5 separate regions of the Mus musculus genome follow, and all the other regions are linked to region 4. Evidence: chromatin contacts called from public HiChIP or PLAC-seq and promoter capture Hi-C data. All regions are on one chromosome and are shown on one strand. The core of a region is the stretch at or near the end of the contact, and the rest is flanking DNA. Distances in the headings are between cores, read along the strand shown. Region 1 holds the start of Atg9a (autophagy related 9A). Region 2 holds the start of Slc4a3 (solute carrier family 4 (anion exchanger), member 3). Region 3 holds the start of Cnppd1 (cyclin Pas1/PHO80 domain containing 1). Region 4 holds the start of Stk36 (serine/threonine kinase 36). Region 5 holds the start of Nhej1 (non-homologous end joining factor 1).

The links. Promoter capture Hi-C pulls out the DNA fragments that hold promoters and counts their contacts. HiChIP or PLAC-seq counts read pairs in DNA pulled down with a chosen protein or histone mark.
Region 1: an H3K4me3 HiChIP or PLAC-seq map of bone marrow-derived macrophages shows a contact between it and region 4, with 4 times the contacts expected there. The contact joins the promoter of Atg9a here to the promoter of Stk36 in region 4. A contact is called at or near these places in 5 of 39 promoter capture datasets (cranial neural crest, liver, neural stem cells and 1 more), 1 of 484 Hi-C or Micro-C datasets (embryonic stem cells), 4 of 115 datasets of contacts at active chromatin or transcription factors (bone marrow-derived macrophages, effector CD8 T cells and large pre-B cells) and 2 of 9 other capture datasets (adipose tissue and liver).
Region 2: an H3K4me3 HiChIP or PLAC-seq map of bone marrow-derived macrophages shows a contact between it and region 4, with 3 times the contacts expected there. The contact joins the promoter of Slc4a3 here to the promoter of Stk36 in region 4. A contact is called at or near these places in 1 of 39 promoter capture datasets (pre-B cells), 1 of 115 datasets of contacts at active chromatin or transcription factors (bone marrow-derived macrophages) and 1 of 9 other capture datasets (liver).
Region 3: a promoter capture Hi-C map of liver shows a contact between it and region 4, with 2.5 times the contacts expected there. The contact joins the promoter of Cnppd1 here to the promoter of Stk36 in region 4. A contact is called at or near these places in 7 of 39 promoter capture datasets (the 3T3-L1 cell line, the C10 cell line, cranial neural crest and 3 more), 1 of 484 Hi-C or Micro-C datasets (cortical neurons), 3 of 115 datasets of contacts at active chromatin or transcription factors (bone marrow-derived dendritic cells and bone marrow-derived macrophages) and 3 of 9 other capture datasets (adipose tissue, liver and pancreatic islet).
Region 5: an H3K4me3 HiChIP or PLAC-seq map of bone marrow-derived macrophages shows a contact between it and region 4, with 4 times the contacts expected there. The contact joins the promoter of Nhej1 here to the promoter of Stk36 in region 4. A contact is called at or near these places in 2 of 39 promoter capture datasets (erythroid cells and liver), 1 of 484 Hi-C or Micro-C datasets (cortical neurons), 2 of 115 datasets of contacts at active chromatin or transcription factors (bone marrow-derived macrophages and large pre-B cells) and 3 of 9 other capture datasets (adipose tissue, embryonic stem cells and pancreatic islet).

Annotation. Positions count from the first base shown.
Region 1 is chr1:75,190,612-75,193,311 of GRCm38.p6, reverse strand. Atg9a (autophagy related 9A) reads left to right here and starts at 1,302. Exons shown (of 16, transcript NM_001288612.1): 1 at 1,302-1,488; 2 at 2,432-2,489. It overlaps Ankzf1 (ankyrin repeat and zinc finger domain containing 1), which reads right to left and starts at 1,152. Exons shown (of 13, transcript NM_026187.5): 1 at 635-1,152. The coding sequence starts at 860.
Region 2 is chr1:75,545,178-75,547,877 of GRCm38.p6, reverse strand. It overlaps Slc4a3 (solute carrier family 4 (anion exchanger), member 3), which reads right to left and starts at 1,416. Exons shown (of 23, transcript NM_001357150.1): 1 at 1,265-1,416; 2 at 957-1,106; 3 at 480-645. The coding sequence starts at 1,007.
Region 3 is chr1:75,141,456-75,144,155 of GRCm38.p6, reverse strand. Cnppd1 (cyclin Pas1/PHO80 domain containing 1) reads left to right here and starts at 1,445. Exons shown (of 10, transcript NM_026977.3): 1 at 1,445-1,513; 2 at 1,596-2,098; 3 at 2,653-2,700. The coding sequence starts at 2,672. Retreg2 (reticulophagy regulator family member 2) reads right to left here and starts at 1,370. Exons shown (of 9, transcript NM_170755.2): 1 at 1,028-1,370; 2 at 681-787; 3 at 203-233. The coding sequence starts at 1,293.
Region 4 is chr1:74,600,033-74,602,857 of GRCm38.p6, reverse strand. It overlaps Stk36 (serine/threonine kinase 36), which reads right to left and starts at 1,403. Exons shown (of 27, transcript NM_175031.3): 1 at 1,245-1,403; 2 at 657-829. The coding sequence starts at 740. Rnf25 (ring finger protein 25) reads left to right here and starts at 1,461. Exons shown (of 10, transcript NM_021313.3): 1 at 1,461-1,533. The coding sequence starts at 1,493.
Region 5 is chr1:75,123,904-75,126,603 of GRCm38.p6, reverse strand. It overlaps Nhej1 (non-homologous end joining factor 1), which reads left to right and starts at 1,378. Exons shown (of 9, transcript NM_029342.4): 1 at 1,378-1,468. Slc23a3 (solute carrier family 23 (nucleobase transporters), member 3) reads left to right here. Exons shown (of 12, transcript NM_194333.3): 11 at 167-262; 12 at 586-1,063. The coding sequence ends at 875.

The DNA.
Region 1 (2,700 bases), core at 53-2,552, 590 kb before region 4:
TCTGAAAGGTCCCTTTAGCCCCCTTCCTAGTAAGCCCTAAAATACTTCTGCCGCACTGGGGATGGAATCCAGACCTGTACACTGTACAGTCTAGGTTTTTCTTAAAGTCCCACGTCTCCTTCTTGCCTCAGATTCCTAAGTGCTAGGGTTACAGGTGGGTATTAACAACTCCCAGATTAAATTTATTTTTAACCATATAAAACCAGTTCCTAAATGGATGTTCACATCTTATAACTCCCAGTTGCAGTGGACAACCTAAAAAAGTGCAAGAAAACACAGCCGAAGACAAACTAGTGTAGAAAATCAGTAAATTATTCTATATTTAGCAAAAGGGAATATATCTGACTGGAGTCTACTTCGATTTGAAATAGACCTAGGAAAGGTGTTTTAAAAGCAGTGGTATTAATGTAACGAGATATAAACAATAGCTAGAAACCTTTATGGTGACAATTTATGGGCCAGCCCTGTATAAACAACCCAAGGCTGAAATATATTGAGGAAAGAAAAAGCCGACCAACATAAAGTCAGTGTGGATTCCTAAATTGGGAAATCACGATGTAAGTCTTCCGTGTTAATAGACTTCACGGAACCCTGTGACGTTCCTCATAGGTCCACCCCAAAGCAACCCGGATACCTGGACAGGAAGTACGCGGCGCCCAGGCCAGAGCCTCCCCAGGAGCTTGGCTCACCAGGCTCAGGCCCCGAATGAGTGGAGCTTCCCCGTTGAGGGACAACAGGGAAACGGAGGCAGGGGCTGAGGCTGCACTTGGAGCTGGCGACGTGGCTGAAGAAGAAACGGAGGGCAGAAACAACTCTCCAGAACGAGATCCTACTGCCGCATCGCCAGCCGGTTTGGCCATCCCCACGCAGAAATGCCCTTCAGCCTTTACCCGCTCCCACAAATCAGTTCTGCGGTAAATACGTGAGGATCTTCAGGAGTGAAATGGAGAGCACCAAGACCCAATTCGAGTCCAGGAGTTACCAGTCAGAGTCTACCCAACGGAACTACTAGCACCGACACCAAGCCTCGTCACTCGACCCTCCCTCAGAAGCCTCCCCTAATGTCCCGAGAGCCGAGCCACACGCAAGACCACGTTCGAAAACTGGATTTCTGCAACACCACAACAATTCGGCGGCTACGGAGAGGCGAAGGGGACACACTGCCGCGCCCGTAGCCCAGCCCCTCATCACGTAGAGCACACTATTGGTCTTCTGCTCTCCAAGACCCGCCTTCAGCCTTCCGTCCTGCCCCCTGGGCTAAGAATTGGCCACCATGTCTCCACCCACTTTTTTCATTGGCCAGACTGGCTGCGGGTGACAGTGAATGACAGACGGAGGGCCTAGAGCTCCGGGTCTGGCAGAGCCCAGCAGAACAGACCCGGCTTCTGGAATCCCCTGGATCCCGGTTCCTGCGGTGACACGCGAGGCTGGTAACTGGAATCTCCAGACCCAGGCCCAAGCTGGCCAGGGATGCCCACTGAGCCCCAAGTGAGCTTGTAATGCGTAACGGGGGCAGGGGAGCGGCGGGCGGGCCGGGGGCGCGCAGCTAGAATGTTTTGATAGAGGGCGCGCGCGGCCAGGGGAGCGCGCGTGCGCCGGGGCCGCGCGCCGGGTTGTCCGCTGTTGGGAGCCTAGCCCCCGGCCTGGGGCCGGGCGACCCTGGGGCGCCCTGTGCTCAGGTCTAGGTGGCTGGGATTGGGGAGGCATCCCAGCCCACCAGGGATTTCAGCTGTAGATCTGGCTCGACCCCTCCACCATCCACAGACACCCCTGGGCACAGGCCCTTCCTGGGGAGATCCATGGGCCCTGGGTCTACACTGACCAGGTGAGTGTGTTTCCAGAGGCACACACCTCTTATTATTAACCAAGGGACTCCCTCTGGGACCAGGTCGGACCAAGATCCACCATCCCCAGAGTCTTTACTGATTGGGAGTATACCATACCACCTTGACCCCACCTGGCACTAGGCACCCAGGGAACCCACTTATTCAAGCGGGATCCGGAGTCTACATGGACTGGAAAATTCTGATCCAAAAGCCATGCCTGCCTACGTCTCTGATGCTAGGGAAGCAGAAGGGATTGTCCAGAAAAATCTTGAGAAGACTCCCATTCGGGGTTTTCTGGACCCCGAAAAGCATGTCTGATTTCTAAAGTTGAGGTAGACCAGAGGTAAAACAGTCCCAAAGGGCTGTTTGGATTCGGACCTGTACTGACTCACTCTGCACTGGGTCAGAGAGTTTAGTTACTCCCTGGTATCCTCAAAGTAGATGAATGGTTCTACATAGAACAACAGGGGACATCTGACACAACTGGCAAAGTGTCTCTTCCCCATCTCTCTGCCCTCCTTAGTGGGGGCTTGGACCGGTGGGAGGGTTGGATTTTTTTCTGTCCCAACTCTCCATTCTTTGAAGCCTGACACCTTTTCCTCCAGCAGCTGTCCAACCAGGGCACCCAGGACTGACGTGTAGCAGAAACTGTCCATGGAGCTGGTAGGACCATGTGCTTATCTTAAACCTTTGTTTACAAAAACATGCTTTCAAACTGTTAGTCTCTAGAGAGACCAGGGTTTCCAGGAGGGGCAGGGGAGGAAACTTTCTCTTCATTGGACAGAAAATGAAACAACTCACCCCATACCAGAGGGGCAGATTCTGGCATAGTAGCTAAGCCAGCAAAAGGTTCTGGGATTCAGGACCAGGGTGA
Region 2 (2,700 bases), core at 167-2,666, 950 kb before region 4:
CACCTTATTCTAGCGTGAGATCTAAAACAAAGGCACCCCCAGTCTTTCTTCTAGAGCCAGGACACCCCTCCCAACTATGCATCCCTGCTCCTGTCATTGGTGAGGCCAGGTGGAGTGGGGACAAGAGTGACATAGAGAGAAAGTCGCAAAGGGGAGTCGGGAGATGTGGTACCGAAGAAAGAGAGAAGCTGAGGGAAGACACATCAGGAAACACAGTGGGGCAGAGGGTGAGTGGGACCCAGTGCACGATGAAGGTCACTGAGAGAGACCTCAGGCGCATCTCCCCTACATCTCCCCTGACAGGTGAACAAGGTGATGATGGTATGAGAGGCAGGATGACTTAACATGGCATGGTGGCCCAGCACAGCGTCCAGCACAGGATGACACTGAGTGATCAAGCCGGAGGTGAGCGCAGTAATGGTGGCGATGAAGGTGATGGTGGTGAAGGCTGGGGTGCTAGGGGTCCCCAGGCTACCCACACTCAAAGTCCCGCTCGCTGTAGCTGCGGCTAGGCTTCTCGGGGTCCCAGGCCGGGGTCTTGCTGATGAGGTCCCCAAACCTGCTCACAGCCAAGGTCTTGCCCAAGTCATCATCTTCCTCTTCTACATCTGGACCCAGAGGGGGCTCCTCCAAGGGCACCCGGACCTGCAGGCCAGATAGCCTCTCCTAAGGACCCCTAGTTCATGAACACTCCCCACCCAACCCCAACTCCATACTTCAAGGGCCTTCCCAACACCTTCACCCTTGCCTGCATCAACATCCCCAAAACACCCTCTGAGGGCTTCCCCCCAGGTTGTGGGAGCACCAGCCACAAGTGCATGAAATACCGAAGACCCCCTATTCCTCTACACTACCAATACAGCTCTACATCTGGATCTGGTGGTCCCAGGGTCATCCAGAGGACACCCCGCCCATCCTGCCCCTCCTCCCCCACCCCACCCCCACGCATCAGTCACCTGGGGTAGGGGGGAGGCGCCCCCGGGCGGCGGGATCACCCCATTAGCCATGGCAGGGCTGAAGACTGAAGACTTAGGAGTCTCTCAATCACTATGGGACCCAAACCCTGGGTGAGAAGAAGGGGGCGCTGCAGAGACCTCTTGGGGAGCCTTGAGGAAGGAGGGCGGGGTCAGAAATTGCGCTGGTGGGCCCCCTCCGGGGTGCTCCATCCCGGTGCCCAGCCCGCTCTCCCTTCCGAGGCCCAACCCGGTCCATGTTAGTCCGCTGTCCCTACCCGGCCCGGCGCCCACGCCTTGCCCTTAAGTACCTCCGGGCTCCGGAACCTGCGGGGCTTGGGAGAGCCGCCGCGCCCCATGTCCCTCCCCGCAAGCTCCGGGGCGCGGCTGCCGGGTTCCCGTCCGGCCTCTCGCCGCGCAGAGCCCGGCCAGGCGGACGCAGGCGCCGGAGCCTGCAGTCCACGGCTCCACCTCCTAGCGCTCGGCTGTGCCAGCCCGCCGCCGCCCGGCCGCACAATGGGAGTGGACGATCCCTGACTTACCCCGACCAGGCCAGCGTGGGCCCCGCGCTCGGGTCCCCGCAGGATCCCACCTGCCCGCAAGACCCCTCTCCAGGCGCCCCACGCATTGCGGGGGGGGGGGAGGAGGGGCGGGTGCACGGCCCTAAATTCCCACAATCCCTCAAACACACTCCTCCACCTTGCTTTTAGCCACCCCTCCCTTTCCCTCAGGAGCCCTGGAGGAGACCCTCTTCGCACATACAAGCCTCTCCAGCTTGGACACGAGATCAGAGACCCCTGAAAGCCATTGCCCTCAACACCTCCAGCCTCAGCTCAACTGATGCCCTTCAAAGGCTGGCTTCTGGCGCTGGGCGCCACCCACCATTTGACCTTGGCACATTATCTACCCATCAGTAGCCAGAGGCAGCTGAAACAGGGGCATTCCAATTGGGCCAACCACTCTAAAATCCTGTGGCTAAGCTCTCACTGTTCCTCCACCCGAATCCCGCCCCTGCTCCTCCAACCGTGGAGGACCTATCTCACTTTCCAAGGTCAGAGAGATGTTCGCAAAGGGCACCTGGACACCCCCACCCCCCACCCCCAGTGTTCTCTGAGTCTCTGAAACTGGGCATCTAGAATAACCCATGCTCATAAAAGCCCTGAATGACAGTCCGTTTAAGCCAGACCCCTACACCTTAGAACAAACAAAGGGAGAAGAACTGGGGGTCAGCAGAAGGTGGGGTGGGAAGGAGGGGAGAGAAGCATGTACAAAGTAGAAGCTGCTCTGACCCCTGCGCTGCGAGATCTCAGCCCTACCCAAGGGAAGAGTGTACACACAGAGCCCTGGGGATTGCTTGAAGCAGCTGGTCGCATCCCATCTACAATCAGTTCAAACAGTTCAGGATCCCCAGGCCAGAGAAATGATCCTGCCACAACTAAGATGGATCTTCTGAGAGCTGGGCATGGAGGTACCCGGCTTTAATTCCATCGCTTAAAAGGCTGAGAGCCTGGCAGTGGTGGCACACGCCTTTAATATCCACACTTTGGAGGCAGAGGCAGGCGGATTTCTGAGTTCGAGGCCAGCCTGGTCTACAGAGTGAGTTCCAGGACAGCCAGGGCTACACAGAGAAACCCTGTCTCGAAAAACAAAAACAAACGAAAAAGGCTGAGTAGTCTCTAGGGGTTCAAGGCAAAACCTGGTCTACACACTGAGTTCCAGCCAGCCAGCGCTACATATTAAAACCCTG
Region 3 (2,700 bases), core at 196-2,695, 540 kb before region 4:
CTCAACCCTCTACCTCCACGGGAGAAGGAACACAGCGTTTGCATACAAAGAAGCCTAGAGCCAGGCATACTTTTGCTTGCTGTAAGTCCCTTCATTACACTGGGCCTATGCCTGCACAAGCCACAGCCCTGCTCCTCTTTGAGCTGAGCACAGCAAGCAGACCACATTTGGGCATCTTCTTTAAAAGGTGGCCTATACTCACCTGTCAGAGTGTGGTTCTTCAGGGGGTGGTGCTATGGAGAAAAGGGTGTGGGGTAAGTTAAGAATACAAGAAGCACTTAGAGACAGATCCAAAGTCAGAAAGAGCTGCCTCTCTTTAACATTCTTGGTCTCAATTTTTCAGTAATCCCTCTGTCTCTCGCTTCCAGGCCTGAACCACTATGTGAAGTCCAGAGCATTCCCTTTACCCACCAACTACAAGGTGTACGATATGCTGTTTCTGAACCCAGCTTTAAATGCTATATAGTTTTGACTACTAAACTCACAAGAACATTAATTTTGGAAAAGAAACAATTCTCATTTCAGGCAATTTTCTTAAAAAAAAAAAAAAAAAAAAAAAAAACGATGGAAGGGCATACAGGATGCCTTAGGAGATAAATGGCCTTCCTGTGCCTCCCCTCAAGTAGCAGGGTGATGCACGGAGCAGGTGCATACAGTGCATGTGGAATGAAGAAACTCACCTGAAACGTCAGGGAGAAAGCGAGGATGCCAGAGATCCAGTAGAAAATAGGTCAAAAGTGAGATGCTGAGCAGGAAGAAGGGCCGGAGGGACGACGAAGACAACAACCTTAGGGAGACAGGCATCTCAGTTGAGGCTCCCAAATCCATCGAAAATCACAGAAAGACCCATGGATGGGGAGATGGCCCTCTAAGCCTCACCCAGTCACTAAGAGACTAAAAAATGGGGCCACCTGGTGCAGGATCACCGCCCCAGACGCTGACAGCCCTCCAAGGGAGGGAGCACCCGGTCCTCCCGCCCCCGCTCTCCCGCGCAGCCCGGCCCCGCCCCCTCCTCCGTGGCCGTTACCAGAAGAGGCCGTTGAGTGTGGCCGCCGTGACCAGGCTGTGCAGCGGCTTCTCCCAAACCAGCAGTCGCTGTGCGGCCGCCAGCACCGCCTCCCAGCCGCGGAGCCGCAGCCACAGGGACGTAGCTAAACGTCCCACTGCCTCGGCTGCGGCCGCCTCCTCCTCCGCGTCGCCAGTGGCCTCACCCATGCCGAGGCTCAGCCCCAGGCCCAGGCCCAGCCCCGAGGTGCCACCCGCGCCGGTGTTACCGCCACCGCTGCTCGCCATCACCGCGCCGCAGCCGCTGCCCGAGCCCGCGAGGAGCCAGGGCTGCGCGGCCGCCGCCGGGGGCGCGTCAGACGGAAGGGGGCGCACGCACGGGCGAGCAAAAAAACCTGCGGTCAAGCGTCACGTGATGAAGCGCGATGCCACGTGACGTGCCCTAACAGCCCGGATGGGACGCCCGCGCGTGCGCGTTGGCCGCTGTCGTGATCCTGCACCCACGAAGGTGTGCTTCCAGGGTGCTGGAGGGGTGATCCGGGGCGGGCGTTGAGGCTGCGAGGCCTGAGGTCTTCTCCCGGTGTTTACAGGGCGGCTGGAGACCTCTTTGTCGCGTGAGGCACTGCCCAGAGGCAGTGAGTGGGCTTTCAGGCCCCCAGGATCTTGACTACAATCTGCTTGGGATCGGGAAGGGCGGTGCCATCCCCATTACTCAACCCTCTTCGCCTCCAGTCCCCTCCCCTCAGCGGATAAACAAACACCAGCGCGTGACTTTAATGACTTCAAAGCAGCTTCACCAACTTCGAAAAGTTGTTTCTTCCTTCTTGGAGCGTCGGCCCTCTCTCTTCCCAAAATCTCTCAGCCGCAAATTGTGTGGAAGGAGTGTTTGGAAATAAAACATCCAGGCGCTGTTTGCTTTGGGGAGACCTGTTTAACATCGTACATTGAGGCTTTATATCTTTTGAGATCATTTAATTGCTGGAGTAACCATACAGAATACAGTATGTATTCGAGTGTTACAGTTTCAAACTTCTAAGGGGCATAAAGATTCAACAGATTCCCTCCCACCTTGTTCACAGTTCTCCCACCTACGGTAAGTTTCTTGTTCATCTTTCCTGGGCATTGCTGATTGAGTGCGTCTTCCCTAAAACCCAGGAAACAACTCGCCGCGTTGCCTTTGTGTTAGGCTCGTTACTATCTGTACCACGACTACAAAGCCTGGTCAGCGCGTTCACCCTTGGTGTGTCGCGGTCCCCTGGGAACCGTATTACAATTGCCCCCGGTGCTCATAGCTCCGGAGACCCGGAGCTCTCAGGTTGGGCAAGGCAGGAGGCACTTCCTGCCGGGCGCGCAGACTCGTCGGTGACACTCACTCCCGCAGCTTATAAACGCCTAGCGAACGCGGCACGGGCTGAGAACACTGCTGGCCCTCGTACCTCCTGGTTCGCCTGGTGAGCGCCGCGCCTGTCGTCGGGCGCCGGGAGGCCCAGTCGCACGCGGAACAGGAAGAGGCGTCCCACGGCCGCCTGCGAGAAGGGAGGAGGCTGCGCGCAGTCGGGCGGTGGCCCTTTCGGGAGAGGTGGGCCAACGGGTGAGCACGGCTCTGGGGTCACTTACGATTCCTTCCCTTTCCCTCCACCTTCGCAGGGTGGCGGCTGACAGTGCGATGGACCTGACTGGGCTCCTGCTGGACGA
Region 4 (2,825 bases), core at 154-2,653:
CTCTCTCTCTCTCTGTGCAAATATTTCAAGCTTTATCTTAGAGCTCCACAACTCAAGACTTATACTTCTTGATCAACTCTTAGTATAAATGTGAACACATACTTACCCCCCACCTCAACCCCCCCCCCCCCCCGGGTACTATGGATGTACTCTGGCTTTGTCAGCCCATCACTAAAGGGAAACAGTTACTGGCAAATAGATTCCTTTGATGGGACTCTGGGAGAGGTTTTCTGACCTAAGCAAAGGACTCAGCGTGAGATTTGGGGAAAGGAGAAGGAAAAGGTAAAGATGGAAGACCAGATTTCAAGGTGTTATCTTTTCTTAGGTAATACAAAGAACAGTGATCATTTTTGTCATTCAGTAGGTGTCAGGCATTGTATTAAGTGATTAAGTGTGAAACACATTTGATCCTCAGACCCTATCAATATTCCTCCATTGTACTGTTTGGGAAATGGAAGCATGGGATGTTAGGTAGTTTGTTCCTAGTTCTAAGGCTGGGATCTGATTCCAAGAAGTCAAATTTCTGGGCCTGTATACCCTAGGAAGTATGCTGGTGTCAGGGTCTAGAAATAAACACCGTGCAGCCCTTCTGTCCCACGTTTTTACTGGACACGTGGGTCACCAAATCCCATTTAAAAGATATCCTTGTCTACTACCTGAGCACTGTATTTTTTTCGGCCCTTATACACTCTCCCAAAAGAGCCTTCTCCAATCATCTCCAAAACGTGGTACTTTTCCATGGCAAGGGTTTCGGGGTCTCTCAGAAGGTAGAAAGAAGACGGTGACAAAGAGCTATAGATCCAGGGGTAGTTCCACACATCTGGGAGGCCTGGCTCATAACATGGGAGAAAGATACACGTTATCAACCTTGCTTTGTTCTATTTTTCACAATAACCAAGGCCTCAAAATCATGACCAGGGTGGAAAGATGATCAGGTCTTAGTGTCTCCAGCCCCACCCCCACCTCCCCACCCAGGTTAGGTGCCCATAGCACACCGGTGTTCCCTTTCCCCTCTCCACCAGCGATGCTCACACGCTCCTTCTATACTCTCCCAGGTTCCTGACACCCTCAGCTTGCCCAGCACCGCCACTCTGGCCCCGAGCAGAGGTCCCCTAACTTGCTCCCAGTCTAGACGCTCCAAGCTCCCCAGGCTGAGTTCAGGCTAGTTGCTCGGGGCCTCCCAGCTGCCTGCGTTACTTTTCTCCATTCCTCATTGATGCTCTCGTTAGTTTCCCCACTCTTACCAGTTTTACTCCCTGGAACTGATTAGAAGTTTAAAGGACAAAGCTCTCAGAGGTGTGTGACAGATGCGAACCGCCCATTGGCACTTTGTAGGGCACTTCTGTCGCTTGGCTAGCAGGCCCCACAAAGGATCTAGAGTCTTCAGTTGCCTAGAAACGGCGTCAGCTTTCTTTTACTCCGCCCCGCCCTAGTTTTCCGCCTCTAACTTCCCAAAAGGTGTTTCCGGTTCCGGCCAAGAGCCGGAGAAGACATGGCGGCGTCTGCGTCGACAGCTGCTGGGGAAGAGGACTGGTAACTTTGGGTCATAGGTTTTGGCTGGCTGCCTGGATCTGGTGCCGGGAACTAGCAACAGCTTCGGACCGTCCGAACCACGGGCATAAAGGGTGGATCAAGGGGCGAGGGATAGAAGAGACATCCTTTCGTAGGCGAGCTACTGGACCGGGAACGGAGGGAGGAGGGACGCTGATCTGAGAAGGGACTGGGTCTACGGCGGCCTTGCCAGCTGGGCCCACGCCTTATCGACCCCATTGCTCCCTACTACGGGCCTACCCCTCCCCACTTCTCCCTGATGTGATTTTTCTGGGCCCTGGAGGATGGCTTCTCATCACACCTCCCGCCTCTCGGAACGGACGCCCTCCTCGTGCCCCTAGGATCCTGCCCCTTGGACCAGTCCATTTCTGCCTACGCGTTCCTCAATCTTCCCATATTCCTGATAGCACTAATAACTATTGTCAGAAAAGCCTTACTCCCCTCATAAGCTCTCCTATTCTCTCGAGCATTCTTAATAAGAAACCAAAAGCCTTTAAAGACTTTGGGTTTTGGACATAAGATAAAAATGTGCTCACTCCATATTTAATTAGCTTGATGTGATGCTGACCAAACCAGCTAGCTCCTGCGAGTCAGTGTCAGCTATTAAAAAAAAAAAAAAGTGGGTGTGGCATTACCTCATAGAGTAGTTGGGAAGATGGATCACCATGGATTCGTAATATCCATAGGCCTGCTTTTCATTAATTGCTGAAGTATAAAACCTCAAGAGACCAAAGGACATCTGTCTGAGTTAAGGCCTTATACTGTTAGTATTAGGACAGCCTATTTCGGACCCCCATCCCCACCCCACCCCCACCTCCACCTGTAACCTATGACCTTATTTACATTTAGGTCTGTATCTTACATCCAAGGCTCAGGTGACCTAAGGTGGGCAAAGTACTGAAGGAAGTCTTAACTGAGACTGCACCTCTGTGTTCCGTTGGTTTAGGGAGCCCAGCCAGACTAGTGCTTTTCACTGTTGTGAGTGACTTCTAAGATTATGAAGGGACACCTGAGCCATGACAGAGTAGCAGTGGCTGCATTGGTCTATAGCAGCCAGAATGTCTTTTAGTAGTAGTAGTAGTAGTAGTAGTAGTAGTAGTAGTAGTAGTAGTAGTAGTAAAATAAGCTTTAAGAAGAATGCTAATAATAACCATCACTATAGAAATGATACTGGGGTGTGCTTCCTCTAGATGGAGAGGAAATGTATAAGAAAGTGGATACAGGTTTCATATCACCTGGGTAGGGCTGTGGACAATCACTCTTCTTGGATGTCA
Region 5 (2,700 bases), core at 129-2,628, 520 kb before region 4:
GCCTGAGTGTGGGGAATGGAGTGTGTAGAGGGAAAAGGTAGATGGGATGGAATGGCAGCCTAGTGAGATGTGTCCCTGGTTTGAGATGCAGTTTACGTCTGAAAGGGAAGACTCATTGCCTGGGACAGTATCAGTTACCTTCCTGCCTGGCCCCAACCCTTTGTAGGCTGGAGCCCCCTGGATATGTTTCTTCGTTCTTTGCTGGCAGAACCCATTTTCTTAGCTGGTCTACTGGGCTTTCTCCTAGAAAACACTATATCTGGTAAGTTGAGACCAGGTCCCAGGGGAGTGGCTAGGTAGTCACTACTCCCTAGGTTGGGCAGGGCAGTGACCTTTACTTATTTTTCACTTAAAAAAAAAACCTTAATTTTCATTTTAAATTATGCATATGTGTGTATGTGTGTCTTTGGATATTTGCATTCATAAAATGTAGAGATCAGTGATGGTAGATCCTCCCAGACCTGGAGATTCGGGCAGTTGTGAGCCATCCGGCATGGGTGCTGGGACTTGGAACTTGGGTCCTCTGTAAGAGCAGTACCAGCTCCTAAGAGCTATCTCTCCATCCTGATCACCCCTCTTTTACAGGTACACGGGCTGAGAGAGGCTTAGGTCAGAGGCTGCCAACTTCTTTCACTGCCCAAGAAATTCAAATGCTTCAGCAATCCAGGAGGAAAGCTGCTCAAGAGTATGGGCTTCCTTTACCCATCAGAAACCTGTGTTCCTGCATCCCACAGCCTCTCCACTGCCTCTGTCCAATGCCTGAAGACTCTGGGGATGAAGGAGGATCCTCTAAAACAGGAGAGAGAGCCGACTTGTTGCCTAACTCTGGGGAATCGTACTCCACAGCTAGCAGAGAAGGGGTTAGGTCCCAGTAATCATCAAGACCACCATTTTTGTCTTAGTTTAGCAGTAACTGCCACCTTGCTGGAGTCTGTATACTTTGTCCCAGTGGAGGTGGATGTGGCCCACTTGCAAAATGGGCTGCCTTTCCTCCTCTTAAGACTTGAGCAGAGGCCATGGTTTAGCGGGTTGGAACTGAATAAATGAGATTTCTGCCTGTAAACTGTCAAGGCTTCTTGAATGAACTCTAGCATTCAAATATTTACTCTTTGCCATGAGCAAGGTCCTACATCCACGGATATGAATACGACAGGGTCCCTGCCCTCTCCCTGCATTTAAGATTTAAATAAGTAACTAAAATGTAAAGCAGATAAAAAAAAGATGAAGAGGCAAGAGAGAAGTAGTATTTCGTTTCAACTTAGGGCAACAGGAAAGGAATTAGGAAAGCAGCAGAGTTGCGAGTGGCGTTAACAAGTGAGGTTCGGGCCCCGCCCACCAGGGCCCTGGCTCCGCCCACACCCAAGACCCCGCCTTCCTGAGTGTGTTGTGTGTGGGGGGGTGGCCTCTCAGTTTGCGCACCAGGACAGGCCCGCCTTGAGGAGGGTGGGAGTTCCCGCAGCCGTTGACGGTAGGTGGGGTTGGTTTCGTGTCGGCGCCGAGATCTGGGTCTGTCCGGACGCCGAAAAGCAAAGATAAACTCGTGCAGTGGCCCCTGACCCGGGCGCTTTTTCCCAGAAGGGACCGCGCGCAGCCCGACTTTGGACCTCCCGGAGTGGGCGGACCTGCGCACGCGCAGTCCGTTTTCGGCCTCTGCCTTTTAGTGTGTCGTGTGAAGCCCCTCCTTAGCAGGCTTCGTGTTTGGCCCGCTGGGATGAATTAGTTTTGTTCCCCTTTGGGGCCCTGAGCCGTAACTGTGTGCAGCGGATGCTGTAAAAATGAGAGGCGGGCGACAAAGTTCTAGCGGGGGTTGGGGGGGCAGATGGACGCCTAGGGCGCTCGAGGGCGGGGCGTGTGACCTTTGGCGGCAGGGCCTAAGGTTTGCCCTCTTTGGTGGCACAGGGCGTGGGCTCGACAGATGGTCTGTAGGACCTTACTGCCCCCTGCAGGGTATTTTAGGAACTATCCCTGGGAGAGGAACCCGAGTGGTAGAATGTCGTGCAACTTCACAGTCTCTCCTTTAAAAGACAAATTAAACCCGCGAGGTTGGTTAACGTGATCATGGAAGACCAATTTGCGGAGTGTGGGGCGGGGAGTCAAACCCCAGAGGACTTAGATTCCTTCTCCCTCCATGCTGTGAACAGTCTCAGGCCCCAGTCCGTTCTACCACTTTGTTTTGTTTTGAAAGTCTCTTGCTATGTTGTCCAGGTTGGCTTCCAAATCAAGATCCTCCTGCCTCAGCCTCCTGTGTGCTAGGATTACAGGCATGCCCCATCATGCCTGACTCACTGAGTTATACTTACCTCAAGACCAGGCTGAGTGGTAGGAGCAGCCAGACTGGATGTTTAGACATTTTTATAGGGCCAGCTGTCCCTGGCCACATTAAAACAGCTTCCTCCCATTCAGACAAAACCATCGACTTGTGGGTTTTGACCTTCGGAACCAGTTAGGCCAATAAGCTCAATTTTGGTGAGTTTCAGAGTGCATGCCAGGATGTGCCTATAAGGGAAATTAGAGGGTTTGGCAACTTCATTTGTATGTCTAATCTTTCCCAGTGTAAACTCTTGCCCAGTGAAGACTCTTTAATCATTCTGAGACCAGTTTATCCTGTTGGAACAGCCCAGGATACAAATAACCATCTCCACACACAGCGTTTCAAGGTGGCTGCAAATAACCACCATATATGTAGTCCTGTGTCACTTG